Regions from separate parts of the Mus musculus genome. Here region 2 is linked to region 1. A link is a contact called in public Hi-C data. All regions are on one chromosome and are shown on one strand. The core of a region is the stretch at or near the end of the contact, and the rest is flanking DNA. Distances in the headings are between cores, read along the strand shown. Region 1 overlaps Slc18b1 (solute carrier family 18, subfamily B, member 1). Region 2 holds the start of Vnn3 (vanin 3).

Region 1 (6,819 bases), core at 978-3,477:
TGAAATCTGATGCCTTCTTCTGGAGTATCTGAGGACAGCTACAGTGTACTTACATATAATAAATAAATAAATCAAAAAAATTTTTTTAATTATAAAAAAACCTTTTGTTTTAATCTGTTACATTTCTTGCGTATACAGAAAGCATTATCTGTTATAATATATAGCTCAGTAAAGAACACTAGCTGCTCCTACAAAAGACAGAGGTTTAGTTTCCAGTGCCCACATGCCTTCTTTCTGACCTCTGTGAGCACCAGACATGCACACAGTCAAAAACTCACACACAGAAAATGAAATAAGTAAAATGTACCGATTGTTTTAAGTTTTAAAATAAAAGGATGGCTGGGCGTGGTGGTGCAAGCCTTTAATCCCAGCACTCAAGAGGCAGAGGCAGGTGCATCACTGAACTCAAATCCAGCCTGGTCCAGGATGGCCAGGGCTGCACAGAAAAACCCTGTCTTTAAAAAAAAATTATATAATAATAACAATAATAACTGGAAAAATCCAGAAACAACGAGTTTCTAAATTTTAAACAACTTTAATTATAGTAATCGTACTTGTTTTATGCTTTCATTATTATTGCTAATCTCCTTTTACAATTATTTAATTATTTAATGTGTATGTGGTGTTTTGCCTGTATGTCCGTCTGTGCCAGGAACCTGCCATGTGTTCCTGGTGCTTCAGAGGCCGGAAGAGGATGCTCTGTCCTGAGAGCTGAGTTACAGATGGTTGTGAACCACCATGTGGATGCTGGGACTTGAACTCTGTTCCTCTGCAAGTGCAGCTAGTACTCTTAACCGCTGAGCCATCACACCAGCCCCATATTGTTAATCTCTTAACTGTGCCTAATTTTAAATTAAACTTTACCGTAAGTATGTGTGCACACATCAAAACTTAGTAGAAGTGGGCTTGATGTGTGCTCTGGTCTTGTAGTATGTGGCCCACAAAGGAGGTGGGACTATTGTGTAACTCCATAGATCCTCCTGTCACCATGGTGTAAAGCAGGCTCCTCAGATTCTCAGGTTGAGGGTTTTAATGAGAGGCGTGGCATGCCATGACTGTTAGAACAGGACATCAGGGAACAACTGGAGAGCAGATATGGAAATGGGTCAAGGACTCCTAACACACAATGCTAAGTAGCCTAAGTATGGCGGGCCATGGGGGTGGAAGGAATGAGCAGCAGGTATTGAACACAGGATTCTAACTGCTCACAAGTCAAAACAAAAGACAACTTCATTACAGTTGCTGATGGCCCAGGGACTGCTTGTATTTTGATGCTAATTCCACTCTCCAGGGAGGGGCTTAGGACACGAATGAGTCCTCCCCCCTACTTAATTTGTAAAACAAAGGCTAGAGCCTGTGATTGGGCAGGAGAAGAGAAGGTGGAGCTGAAAGTTTGGGCGAGATGGAGGAGAGGGAGAAGAGAGGACGACAGAGGGGGTGGAAGGAAAGTGGAGCAGAAGCCCGTGGCCTGGAGGAACCACAAGCAAATAAGGGGTCTCACAGATGAGGAAGATGGTAGTGTAGCGGCAGATCTGCCCAATCTAGGCATGCAGTTTTATTCATATTAACTGAGTCGTGTTTTCTTTGCGTGGGTTTATTTGGGTTGGAGATTTCCTGTAACATCTATCCTAAAACTTTCAATGGCATTAAAACTTTCAATAACTGTAAGAGTGCACTTATTTAGGAACACTCCAAACTTAATATTATCGACCTTAGGGATTTTTTTAAATTCCAGTTTTAATTAGCCTGTCTTAGCTATCTTTTCTCATTTCCTAATGTAATAAAGAGTTTTTTTTTTCCTTTTGCTACATGAGAATCTAACCCCTTTCTTTTCTTTTCTTTTTTTCTTTTTCTTTCTTTTTTTTTTTTTGAGATTTTTTTTTTTTTTATGTATATGAGGACACTGCAGCTGTCTTCAGACACACACTAGAAGGAGGGCATCAGATTCCATTACAGATGGCTGCTGTGAGCCACCATGTAGTTGCTGGGAATTGAGCCTAGGTCCTCTACAAGAGCATCCAATGCTCTTCACTGCTGACCCATCTCCCCAGGTCTGTTGCTGACTGTTTAGCCATCATACCTGGACATAGCCCAGGATGCTAAACGAAGGGAAAACAACATAAAACAAAACAAACAAACAAAAAACTGATTCCTTACACTTGCAAAGAGGATAAGCACCACCTTGTGGTTTACTGTGGTATTGCCTCGCTGGCTCTGTTCTCCCCAGTTCCCCATAGTAACCTAGCAAGAATACAAGTTGACTACCCTACTAAGAATCAATGCTTACAATGTACATAACCTGGCTAGTAAGTTTCATTTGGACCAAAGGGAACTACCAATGAGCCACAGCTAAGAACCTGATGGCCCAAAGTGTTCTGTGCTCCTTGCCCTGGTTAGCTCCTATCAGTTAACCATGACAGTATGCAGCTGCTTATCACTGTGATTAGTGATTTATGTGGGGATGGAAACTTTGACCCGGAATGATTCCTTTACTGTGCCAGGAACTATTATCTTACTGTGTCCTTGTAACTATTACTGCTCCAGACAAGCAGAAGGCCCACTGGGAAGGAATAATTGGCCTTGACCGGCTACACTGAATGTTTTAGTTTGTTTGAGATGTATCTCAAAGAAACTCACGGAGTGAAAAACAAACGTGTCACTTTGTGCCCAGGATGGCGTGGAACTCACTAAGTACACAAAGTTGACCTAGAACCTAGAGTTGGGAAAGGTAGAGGCAGGAAGATCTCTGGGCGTGTGAGTTCCAGGGTGGGCAGGGCTACATAGTGAGACCGTATTAAAAACAAACCAACAAGCCGAGCGGGGGGGGGGGGGGGGGGGGGGGGGGGGGGTGGTGACACACGCCTTTAATCCCAGCACTTGGGAGGCAGAGGCAGGCAGATTTATGAGTTCAAGGCCATCCTGGTCTACAAAGTGAGTTCCAGGACAGCCAGGGCTACACAGAGAAACCCTGTCTCAACCACCCCATCCCACCCCCACCCCACCCCCCCCCAAAAAAAAAACAACAAAAGAACCTAAAGCCACATTGGCCTAGAACTTATAGGGATCTCACCTTGCTTTTACTGCTTTGTAGACAAAATGTGTTGCCCACAGCAGTTTCTGGTGATTTAGTTCAGCCCAATGGCAATGGCTTGTGAGGAGAAATTAAGTATTTTGATCCTCCTAAAACCTAGAAATTTTTGTGATATGCTTTTATTTATTTATTTGTTTGTTTGTTTGTTTGTTTGAAGATAGGGCCTCATGCAACCTAGGCTGGCCGTAAACTCACCCTATAGCTGAGGTGCTTTAAAGATGAGCACCACCATCGTTCTCTTTGTGTGGAGCTAGAGAGCAAACCTAGGACTTGATGCAAGTAGTCTGCTAATTGAGCTTTATCCCTAGTCCTCTGTAAGCAAAAGTTCTCATGAATTAATTACCCATGTTTTAGGAAAGAGAGCCAGTTTTTGAGGGTGTGGCAAAAGAGGTATCATTGATTACATTAACTAAAAGCCAACATACCGTAATGTATCCTTTACAAAGACATACAAATAAAATAAAAGGTCTAAAGCGAGTATTAAGTTTGAACTTACCATAACTAGGCAAAATGTATAGGTTGAGTGGTATCATCAGCAGGACTATGCACCCCAGAAAAATAAAGGGTACCTCGTAGCCAAAGGATTGATACAAAAGGCCACCTAAAGGGGGGCCTGCTACCAGCCCCAGTCCAGAAAAAACCTCAAGACTTCCCTAAAAGTAAAAAAAAAACAAAAAACAAAAATGAAACGAGGATTTAGCTCATGTATTTTAGATGAAGAATTACTAGTGTCAGGCATGATGACACAGACCTTTAATGTCAGCACTTGGGAAGTAGAGGCAGGTAGATGTCTATGAGTCCCAGGCCAGAAAGGGTGGCATAGTAAGACCCCATCTCAAAATGCCTGGTCCTGTAAACCTAGCTAGCCTCCCTGTGGCTGGTAAGGCCATAGACATGGAAATAGACCCTGGTAACTGCCATTTTCCTAAAGCAGTATAGTTTGTAACCACATTTGAAATATTTGTCCGTACATCCACAGGGAAGTGCACCTCCCACCTTTCATCAAAGACGTTTCTTTTCTAAGCTGCTGGAGCCCATTACAGAAATCTACAACTGGTCAAAATGTAAAATACAACTGGTCACAGGGTGTTCAACACCAACTGATATACATGCACTACAACCCATATACCTACGTCTCAGGGAGCACCAAGGAATAGGGGCAGAAGATGGAAAGAGCCAGAGGCCCAGGACATCTGCGATGAGAGAGTGTCCTCTGCATGAGACAGGGAAGTTGCATCCATGACATCCCAACAATACAGTTACCTGAGGAAGACCAGCATAGTGACTACACTAACTGACTGACGTGCCCGTGGATGGGAGAAATCTCACAGAGCTTTATCCCCAGGTGAGCACTATAGGCAACCAATGGCTGCTAAGAAAGGGAATCAGTATCCTCCAGGGGGAGCCCCGGGTTGGTTATCCAACTGTGGTCAGGGCTGAGCATAGAGACGTATGAGCAACACTAGATGAACTTGGTGGAAGCTGTGTTTACACACACACACACACACACACACACACACACACACACACAAAGCAGTAAACTAAGGAAAAGGAGTGGAAATTATACAAATATATTGTACTCATGTAGAAATTCTCAAAAATGTAAGCAAAAACAGAATTATGAGAGTACTACTTTTAAAAATGTCACTTCACAGTTTATACAGAGAGAGAGAGAGATGTTGGTTCACACACTGATACTATAGCACTGTTTGCAATGTGAAGCAAGGTGCAGTGGCAGACACCTGTGATCTCAGCACCCAAGAGAAAGGTTTCAGGCACCAAAACCAGGAGTTCAAGGTCAACTGTTGAGAGTTCTAGCAAGCCTGGCCTAAATGAGACCCTGTTCTAAACAAAGGAACAAAAGATGCAAATGATGTAAATATTCACTAGCATTTTAATTAACTAGGAGATATCTATGCGGTGTAAGTGTACACAGCCAGTAAAGAGAGAATGGATGGGTTTTATAACTAGATACTGTAGCCACCAATGTGAGTTTATCAGTAAAATTAGTGAGGTGTTAAATAGTGTGAAGAGTATGTCATCAACTGTGCAAAGAAAAGGGGGCTGGAGAGATGGCTCAGCTGTTGAGAACACGGACTACTCTTCCTGAGGTCCTGGGTTCAATTCCCAGTGGCCACATGGTGACTCACAACCATTTGTGATTAGACCCAATGCCCTCTTCTGGTGTGTTGAAGATAGCTACACTGTACTCATATACATAATATAAATAAATCTAGAGAGAGAGAAAGAAAGAAAGAAAGAAAGAAAGAAAGAAAGAAAGGAAGGAAGGAAGGAAGGAAGGAAGGAAGGGAGGGAGGGAAGAGAATCACTCTGCTACTCCATATGCACATGTATGTTTGTACATGTGTGTACATGTGTATGTATGTGCATATGTGTGTGTATACAAATGTACCTATCTGCACGTGTAAAAGTGTGCACATGTACTTGTGTGTACGTGTGCATATGTACCTGTCTGCACGTGTATAAGTGTGCACATGTACTTGTGTGTACGTGTGCATATGTACCTGTCTGCATGTGTATAAGTGTGCACATGTACTTGTGTGTACGTGTGCATATGTACCTGTCTGCACGTGTATAAGTGTGCACATGTACTTGTGTGTACGTGTGCATATGTACCTGTCTGCATGTGTATAAGTGTGCACATGTACTTGTGTGTACGTGTGCATATGTACCTGTCTGCACGTGTATAAGTGTGCACATGTACTTGTGTGTACGTGTGCATATGTACCTGTCTGCATGTGTATAAGTGTGCACATGTACTTGTGTGTACGTGTGCATATGTACCTGTCTGCATGTGTATAAGTGTGCACATGTACTTGTGTGTACGTGTGCATATGTGCCTGTCTGCACGTGTATAAGTGTGCACATGTACTTGTGTGTACGTGTGCATATGTACCTGTCTGCATGTGTATAAGTGTGCACATGTACTTGTGTGTATGTGTGCATATGTACCTGTCTGCATGTGTATAAGTGTGCACATGTACTTGTGTGTACGTGTGCATATGTACCTGTCTGCATGTGTATAAGTGTGCACATGTACTTGTGTGTACGTGTGCATATGTATTCGTATGCATGCGTAGATATGGAATCTTGGGAAGAAGCCGTCTTGGAGTAGCTCGGGCACTGGGTGCCTGGATGGCAGATGTGTGCTTGCAGTCAGAACAGCAATGCGATGTGTCAAACATTTACCATATTCTGTATTCCATTTCATACGTTTCTGATTTTATGCTGCATAAAATTAACTAAAGGTAAAATAAACAAGGCAGTCCTGTGGAAAAGAACCTTAATGTTGAGGAAACTGGAACATTTTAAATCAATCTAGTTTTCTAGGGCTTTAAATACACCCATGGCTTGTTGAATGGAATTAAGCAGTCTATCTAGCCTGTAAAGAAGACACACAATCCAGGTATTTTATTTACAAACTGTAAGCCTAGACTGGGCAGTTTCGGAGCTGTTCTAACTTATGTCCCAGCCATAATGCCCTGTATTACTGCTGTTCTCCTGGCCCTGAGATCATGGCCCATCTCCTCTCCTGGCGGCCTACCCCAGGTCTATCTCCTCTCCTGGCGGCCTCCCCCAGCCTCATGTCCTTTCTTCCCTCTTCTCTCCTCTACCTGCAACCCCCTCGCTCAATCCTCCTGTCCTGCTTCCTCCCTCTACTGCCCAACCACAGGCTCTAACCTTTTATTGACCAGCTAAATTGGGGA
Region 2 (7,043 bases), core at 2,023-4,522, 39 kb before region 1:
ACCCTTGCTATTGCAAGCAAACAATTGGATACGCCCAGCATACCAGATAGAACTCCTGGAATTCAACAAAATCACAATGAATAGCTAACATATCTACGGGTTTCTGTAATTATGAGAAGACAAGCAGGACAGAGATGGCATGTGTGTGTGTGTGTGTGTGTGTGTGTGTGTGTGTGTGTGTGTGTGTTCATATGTGTATAAGTGCACACGCGTGAGCAGTTGTGTGTGGGTATCCAGGTGGAAGCTGGAAATTGATGCGTCCTGCCTACTCATTCTCTGTTTATCAAGACAGGGTCTTTCACTAAACAGTTTGCCAATTCCTGCTGGTGTGACTAGCTAAGTTTCCCTGAGAATCCCCCATCTCTCCCTCCAAAGTACTAGACTACAGATGGCCTCTATGCCAGCCTGGCTTTTGTGTGGGTTCTGAGGATCTGAACTCCAGATATCGCATTTAATTGGCAAGTGCCCTATCCATTGAGCCACCTCCCTAACAGTTCCAGGTTGTTGTTTTGCTTGGTTTTAAGTAGACTCTCGGTGTGTAGCCCAGGCTGCCTTTGAGCTCAAGAACCAATTTCTGCCACGTTTTTCCTGAGTGCTAGGATTGCAGTCATAAGCTCGGATACCCAGTTGACTTCCTCCTTTTTGTTCTTCAGAGCTGAATGTTCATCATTGGAACAATTCAGTGTTAGAATTTCATAAGCCACTTAAGCCTTCCCGACTTAACAGAATTCAAGCAAGCATGACTATCGGATTTACGGGCACCTTCTCTTCGGAGTGTCAGCTCGAGTGACCTCATAGAGTGAGGTATGTGTTAACGCATGCAGTAGAATGACAGCAAGTAATGACTGCCTCCTGTGCTGGGAGAAGCTTTCAGGAAGAAGACACGGAGTCACTCTCCTGCGCTTCCTGGACACACAGATCATGTGACATTTGGAAAATATTTTCCCAAAGGTAGAAGTCTCAAGGTGAGGCTTGACTCAAATAGCAGAGCTCAAATATGGAAGCTTTGGATTTTCTTTCCAGCTGGCTTCAGGGGGCCAGAATTATGTCTAAAAGCTCTTCCTCGGAGCAGTGGTTCTCAGCCTTCCTAACACTGCGGCCCTTTAAGACGGTTCCTCGTCTTGTGGTGACCCTCAACCATAAAATTATTTTTGTTGCTACTTCTTAACTATAACTTTGCTGCTGTTATAAATCATAATGTAAATACGTGTGTTTTCCAGTGGTCTTACATGACCCTTGTTAAAGTGTTTGACGCAAAGGGATCACAACCCATGGATTGAGAACCACTGCCTTGAAGGCAATAGATATGAGTCTGAACGGGTGCATGCAGATATAAAGTTGGCAACTGAAAGCAGTTTTAAAATTTCCCTACTTAAAAAAAAATCACCTGTGAACTATGCTAAAAGGTAAGGACACCAACAAATCTATCTCATCTTCATTTAAATTAATAAACATAATTTCTTAATTAAATATATATTTTAAGGAAGTTATGCTCAAACCACACTTATTAATAATTTCTAAAATCTCTATTAAAAAAGTTTGTAGTAGTTTACACATGTTTTCTTCTACCAAAAAGAAGTCGTTGTGACCTGAGATGTTAAAAAGAACACTGCAGGGTAAAGGGTCACACACACCATTTTGTTTGACATTCTTGTCTATTCTATAAGGAAAGTAGGGATGGAATTTCATTGCACTCATATTATAGACAGAGAAACATTTGTGCTGTGTACCCATCCACTCAGCTGGGAGGTAGTAAGATGTGGACTCAGAAAGGAAGCTTCCTGTTCAAGCCCCCTGAAACTCCCATGCACCTTACTGACTACTGTGGAACCAAGGTGACGGCACGGTGTTAGCAACACAGGCTCTGGAAGGGTTAGCTTGGGAACCGTTCACAGTTTCCCCAGTGTTCTCCCCTATGGATCCACTCACAAGCCTAACCAGTGTCTTCCTGTAGACTCTCAGGTGGTATATTTATATTATCTAAAAGCTGGCCTTAGATTTTTCAACAGTTTCCAGTTGGACTTCCTTCAGCCGTGATACTCACCCCCTTCTCGCTCTCTTCCCTTTCTCCCTCTCGCCCCTGCCTGCCTGTCTCTGTTTCTCTGTCTCTGTCTATCTCTTATCTCTCTGTCTCTGTGTCTCTCTGTCTCTATCGCTCTGTCTGTCCATCTGTCTGTATCCATGTCTTTACAGACAGTCATAGGTAGTTGTTTTAATGTGTCTCTGGACCTTAGAAACAGTGACTGGAAAAGAAAAAGGAAAAGGAAAAGGAAAAGGAAAAGGAAAAGGAAATGGAAAAGGCAAAGGCAAAGGAAAAGGCAAGGCACACAGGCTCCTTAATCATTTCACTCTTCTTGTGAAGGCTCCTGGGCGAACCCACTGACTTGCACTTGAGAGCTCAAGTTCCAGAAGTACCATTCTCACTTGGCTGAAACTTAGTTAAACATACTTGTGGGGAACAGTTCACATGCTAGATTTTAAAGAGAACTGTTGTCGTAATGAATCAAGTATTCTTAGCCAAAGATATTTGCCACATGAAGGCACAGTGAGTAGCAGACACTATGAAGCATTAGGCCAGTGCCACAGACTGTCTAATCATCAGAAAAAAATAACAAGTCAAGCCTGGTGACATTACTGCTCTATCTCATCGTTAACTCTTTGTTGACAGAGTCATTTACTCTTTGGCATGATGTTACCTCCTAGGGTCTCTACAGGGAATCCAGTTCACTTCAGGGTCTGGTATATCCTCTAGGTAGGGGTAAATGGTCTCCCTGGTGAAGATCCAACCATAGATTCCATCTTCTGGCGTCACAATGATATGTGCACCCTGCTCAAAACAGACATGGAAAGAAAAGTTTCCTCATCATTTTTAAATATCTACATTCTTGTCCAGCTGCAATCAATATCCCATCTCAGACATGAACAAAAGAGTGTTACCTGTCTGGCTGCCAGCTTGATTGCACTCTCCAAAATGTCTATGTTCTTGTTTATCAGGAGCAAAGCCTCTTCAGTGGAAACAGGACTTTCAGTTTTGTTTGGCAGTATAACAGCATGTTCATACACAGCAGCAATAAAAGTGTCCATTGAACCCACAGCCTGGGCAAAGAAGACAAAACTCACTGCCCATTGAGGAAAATGTAATGAAGCCATAATTAAAATAGAGTGATCTCTGAAAATCAGAAGGTTCTTCTACTGTATCTCAGTGGGAAAAAAAAATATTCAGACGCAAGTCGTGATGCCAGCCAGCTGCCTGTGAATATATTATGGAACACGGCATTGAGGAACAGGGTTATGCAAGATTGGCAGAAGTTCAGAATTGCATGAGCATGGGTTTGCAGCAATTGTTGACATTGCTCAGAGGCCAACTCATCTCTAAAAGGGAAATCACTGAACCAACCAGTTGAGTCCATACTAAACGTACTGGTCAAGTTCTTAATTGGTGTATTTTTAAATTAAAGGTATTTTACTAGCACACCAATATTCCCATTAGTACAGTAAATACTGTGGTGTTCTAGAAGACAGCTATCACATCAACAATTTGTTGAGGATTTATACTTATGGCTGCAATAGGGACAAAACAGTCTAAGAAAAGCCTGAGGGTTTTATTTTAATTAGATTTGTTTTGTTTTATTTGTATGGGTATTTTGCCTCTATGTGTGTATCTGTACCAAGTCCATGACTGGTCAGGTCAATCCAGGAAGGTCAGAAGACGGTGTCAGATTTCCCCGTGGAATTGGAGTTTCAGGGGTTATGAGTATTGGTGGTGACAAGGATACTGAGAAACAAATCCAGGTCTTCTGAAAGAACAAGTGTTCCTAACTACTAAACCATTTCTCCAGCCATCCTTTGTTTCATTTGAGAATTTCATACAGGTCTATAATGTGTTTTAGTCAAACACACAAATCCAACCCCCATTCTCACACCTCTTCTCTCTCTCTCTCTCTCTCTCTCTCTCTCTCTCTATATATATATATATATATATATATATATATATATATATATATATATATATATATATATCAGGTCCAAATGAGTCCAGGTTTTCCATAGTTGATGGTAGGGGGAAGGAGTCTCTAGGACAGGAGCCTAGAATAACTTTCCTCTGAGAGGCTCCACCCAGCAGCCAATGGAATGAGATGCAAGACTCATATCAAACATTAGATGGAGCTTGGGGAGCCTTATGGAAGAGCTGTGGGAAGGATTGAGGGACCTGAAGAGAACAAGGACTCCACAGGAAAACCAACAGAGTCAACTAACCTGGACCCTTGGGGGCTCCCAGAGACTGAATCACCAACCAAAGAGCAAGCATAAGCTGGACCTACCTAGGTCCCTGCACGTATGTAGCAGATCTGTAGCTTGGTCATTATGCAGGTCCTCCAACAGAAGAGAGGACTGTCTCTAACTCAGCTGTCTGCCTGCCTGCCTTGTCTGCCTGCCTTTGGATCCTGTTTCCCTAACTGGGCTGCCTTATCTGGCCTCAGTGAGAGAGGATGCACCTAGCCCTGCAGAGACTTGATGTGCAGGAGGCAGAGTAAGGGCTGGGGGTGGGCAATACCTAGAGGGGAACTCCCCTTTCTCAAAGGAGGGAAGAATGCAGAGAGGATTTGCATGAGGGGTACTGGGAAAAAAAGGGGGGCTGACATTGGGATGTAAAGTGAATAAATAAATTTAATAAAAATAAAATAAAATTTGACCAAAGAAAGAAAAACAGAAATAAAACCTTATCTTTCTTCCCCCAGCAGCAACCAATTGCCACCTTCTGCACTGGAGTGAGACTTCAGCAGCCTCTCCTCCATCCTTGCTGAATTTTAGGCAGCTTGATCTAGAGTGGGTCTTATGCAGTCTATAGGTTCTGAGTTTGTGTGTGCCAGGGCCCTCTCATGTCCAATGTGCAAATGCAATTCACTGTAGATGTTCACTATTTCTGGCTTTTACATTCTTTCCATTGCCTCCTCCACAGTCATCTTTGATCCTTGGGGAGGTGAGTGATTTAGATTTGTCATTTAGAGCTGAGCACTCCACTCTTTCTTACTCTCTGCATGTGTGCCAGTTATGGGTCCCTGTGTTAATCAATGTAGAAGAAGAAAAGGAGGAGGAGGAAGAGGAGGAGGAGGAGGAGGAAGAAGAAGGAGGAGGAGAAAGAGGAGCTTCTCTGATGAAGGTTAAGAAATGTACTAATCTACATATGTAAAGATACGATCTTAGGGTGAAGTTTATTTCTATGTCCATTTAGAATAATAGTGTTAAATTCTTTTCCTAGGGTCTATGACAGTCTGCCATAGTGATCTGAATGAGAATCCCCCCCCCCCCCCCAATAAGCTCATGTAATAACCGGCCCCAGTTCGTGGTGGTATCAGGTAGGTTTTTGAGGTATAACGTTGTTGGAGGAAGTATGTCATTGGTCGTGGGCTTTGAGGGTATAAGAGTCACAACATTTCTAGTTTCTTCTCTCTGCTTTGTGTTTAAAGATCAAGATGTGAGCTCTCAGCAACCACTTCATGCCACTATGCCAGCTGTTTGCCACTGTACTCCTCTGCCCTGATGGACTTTTATCCCTCTGGTATCTCAAGGTATATAAACAGGTCCTTATTTTTATAAATTGTCTGGGTCAACATGTTTTATCCTAGCAATAGAAAAATTACTATTGTGTTGTGGATGAGCCTGGTGCTGTTTATATTTTGATGATAATCCCGCTCTCCTGGGAGAGGTTGTGGACAAGGACTGAGTCAGTACTCAGGTTACGTCTTGTGAACCAATCCCCTAATGAATAGAGGAGCCAATCACTGCGCGAGTAGGAGGGACTTCTGGGTTGGGTAGGGGAAGAGAGGAAGCAGGAGAGAGTTAGGTCTTTTTGGAACAGGGATAGCATGAGGACAAGATGTCTCCTGGTTTCGATGGCTGAATCATCAGGATTCACCACTGGAGGATTTAGATTTAACAAGGCTTACAAGATTAGGATTTTAGTTGTTGCACCAAGCGATTGAGTTACCATCATTTCTGAACTAAGTTTGTGTTGTGATTTCCTTCACTCGGTGGCTCGTCCAGGTTCAAGAGAGAAAGGTACAGCAGCCAAGCGTGGATTTGCCTGAGGTGCACCACAAAGGCCGTGAGGGATTTGAAGCATGGGGCTGGTGTGGTAGCAATCCATCAGTGGAAACTTAGAAAGCTGGGTGGAGACATGCTGGGAGCTCCAGGCCAGAGAGTCTCCATGAGATAATAACAGGTCGATTGTTGCTCTCCAGTGCATGGCCAGACAGGCCACCAGGGCAGCACTATTGCATCAGCCAGGCATGAGTTCTGTCTTAAGAAGCAGACTTTAATTCTAACCCAGAACGTGTTTGGTTGTGCCCATGAAACTATTTTACCAATGGCATATCTTGCAGGCTAACCCATGGTACAGTTCACAGGGTTCAAAGCTGAGTACGATTGCTAAATACTTTTCTCTTTCTGTAGCAAAGTAGAACTTTCTGGCACAATGAAATCTAGCCAATTAGAAACAAAGCAACTAGGTTAGTGCCAGGCTAACTGTCCCATGTCCCATGACTTAAGTATGTGGTGTCTGCAGCAATATGGGTCTTGCCATCAATTTCTGGAAGAGCCAACGCCCACTGACCAACACTCACAAAGAGGTAATCCATACTTAGAACTGGGTGTTCATTGGATGATCTATGGTGTCTGGGAAAAGCATTGTCCCCTATTACAGGGTGACTCCTTTTAAACTCCTTTTATATATGAGAAACTCCATTCTTGATTGAGTTTGCAAAATGACAATAGAAAACAGTGATTACCTTGGGCTCACACATATGAAAAGGTTGGCCTCCCTCATTCATGAAAGATGCTGAAGAACAAACAGGCAAAGTTTTGCATCATTGGAAGACATTAATCAGAACAATGGCTGTTCTAAAATAATTGAATAGACTACACAATATTCTAAAATAATTGAAATTTAGCAGGACACCACATAGTTCTTAGAGTTTGGCACAGTCAGTGATGACAAGAACCCTGGGATTGAATGTCTAGGCATCTCTGGAACACTGCTAATT

What was found. Hi-C and Micro-C count contacts between places; a contact is called where the count stands out from the background.
Region 2: a Hi-C map of liver shows a contact between it and region 1, with 2.2 times the contacts expected there. The contact joins the promoter of Vnn3 here to the enhancer-like site in region 1. A contact is called at or near these places in 5 of 39 promoter capture datasets (the 3T3-L1 cell line, 3T3-L1-derived adipocytes, liver and 1 more), 2 of 15 datasets of contacts at CTCF or cohesin (the NIH/3T3 cell line and embryonic stem cells), 11 of 484 Hi-C or Micro-C datasets (Sertoli cells, embryonic stem cells, extraembryonic ectoderm and 6 more), 3 of 115 datasets of contacts at active chromatin or transcription factors (embryonic stem cells and extraembryonic endoderm stem cells) and 3 of 9 other capture datasets (adipose tissue, liver and pancreatic islet).

What each region holds. Positions count from the first base shown.
Region 1 is chr10:23,807,714-23,814,532 of GRCm38.p6, reverse strand. It overlaps Slc18b1 (solute carrier family 18, subfamily B, member 1), which reads right to left. Exons shown (of 14, transcript NM_183116.2): 6 at 3,588-3,744. Among named protein-coding and RNA genes, the nearest start is that of Slc18b1, 14 kb to the right of the region's middle. Within about 2 kb of position 2,227, at least 42 of the 459 cell types and tissues checked have an H3K27ac peak or open chromatin away from gene starts, as enhancers often do. A contact at or near this core is called in embryonic stem cells, extraembryonic ectoderm, granulosa cells and 2 more, where this site is marked.
Region 2 is chr10:23,847,691-23,854,733 of GRCm38.p6, reverse strand. It overlaps Vnn3 (vanin 3), which reads right to left and starts at 3,272. Exons shown (of 7, transcript NM_011979.2): 1 at 2,938-3,272; 2 at 2,697-2,827. The coding sequence starts at 3,150.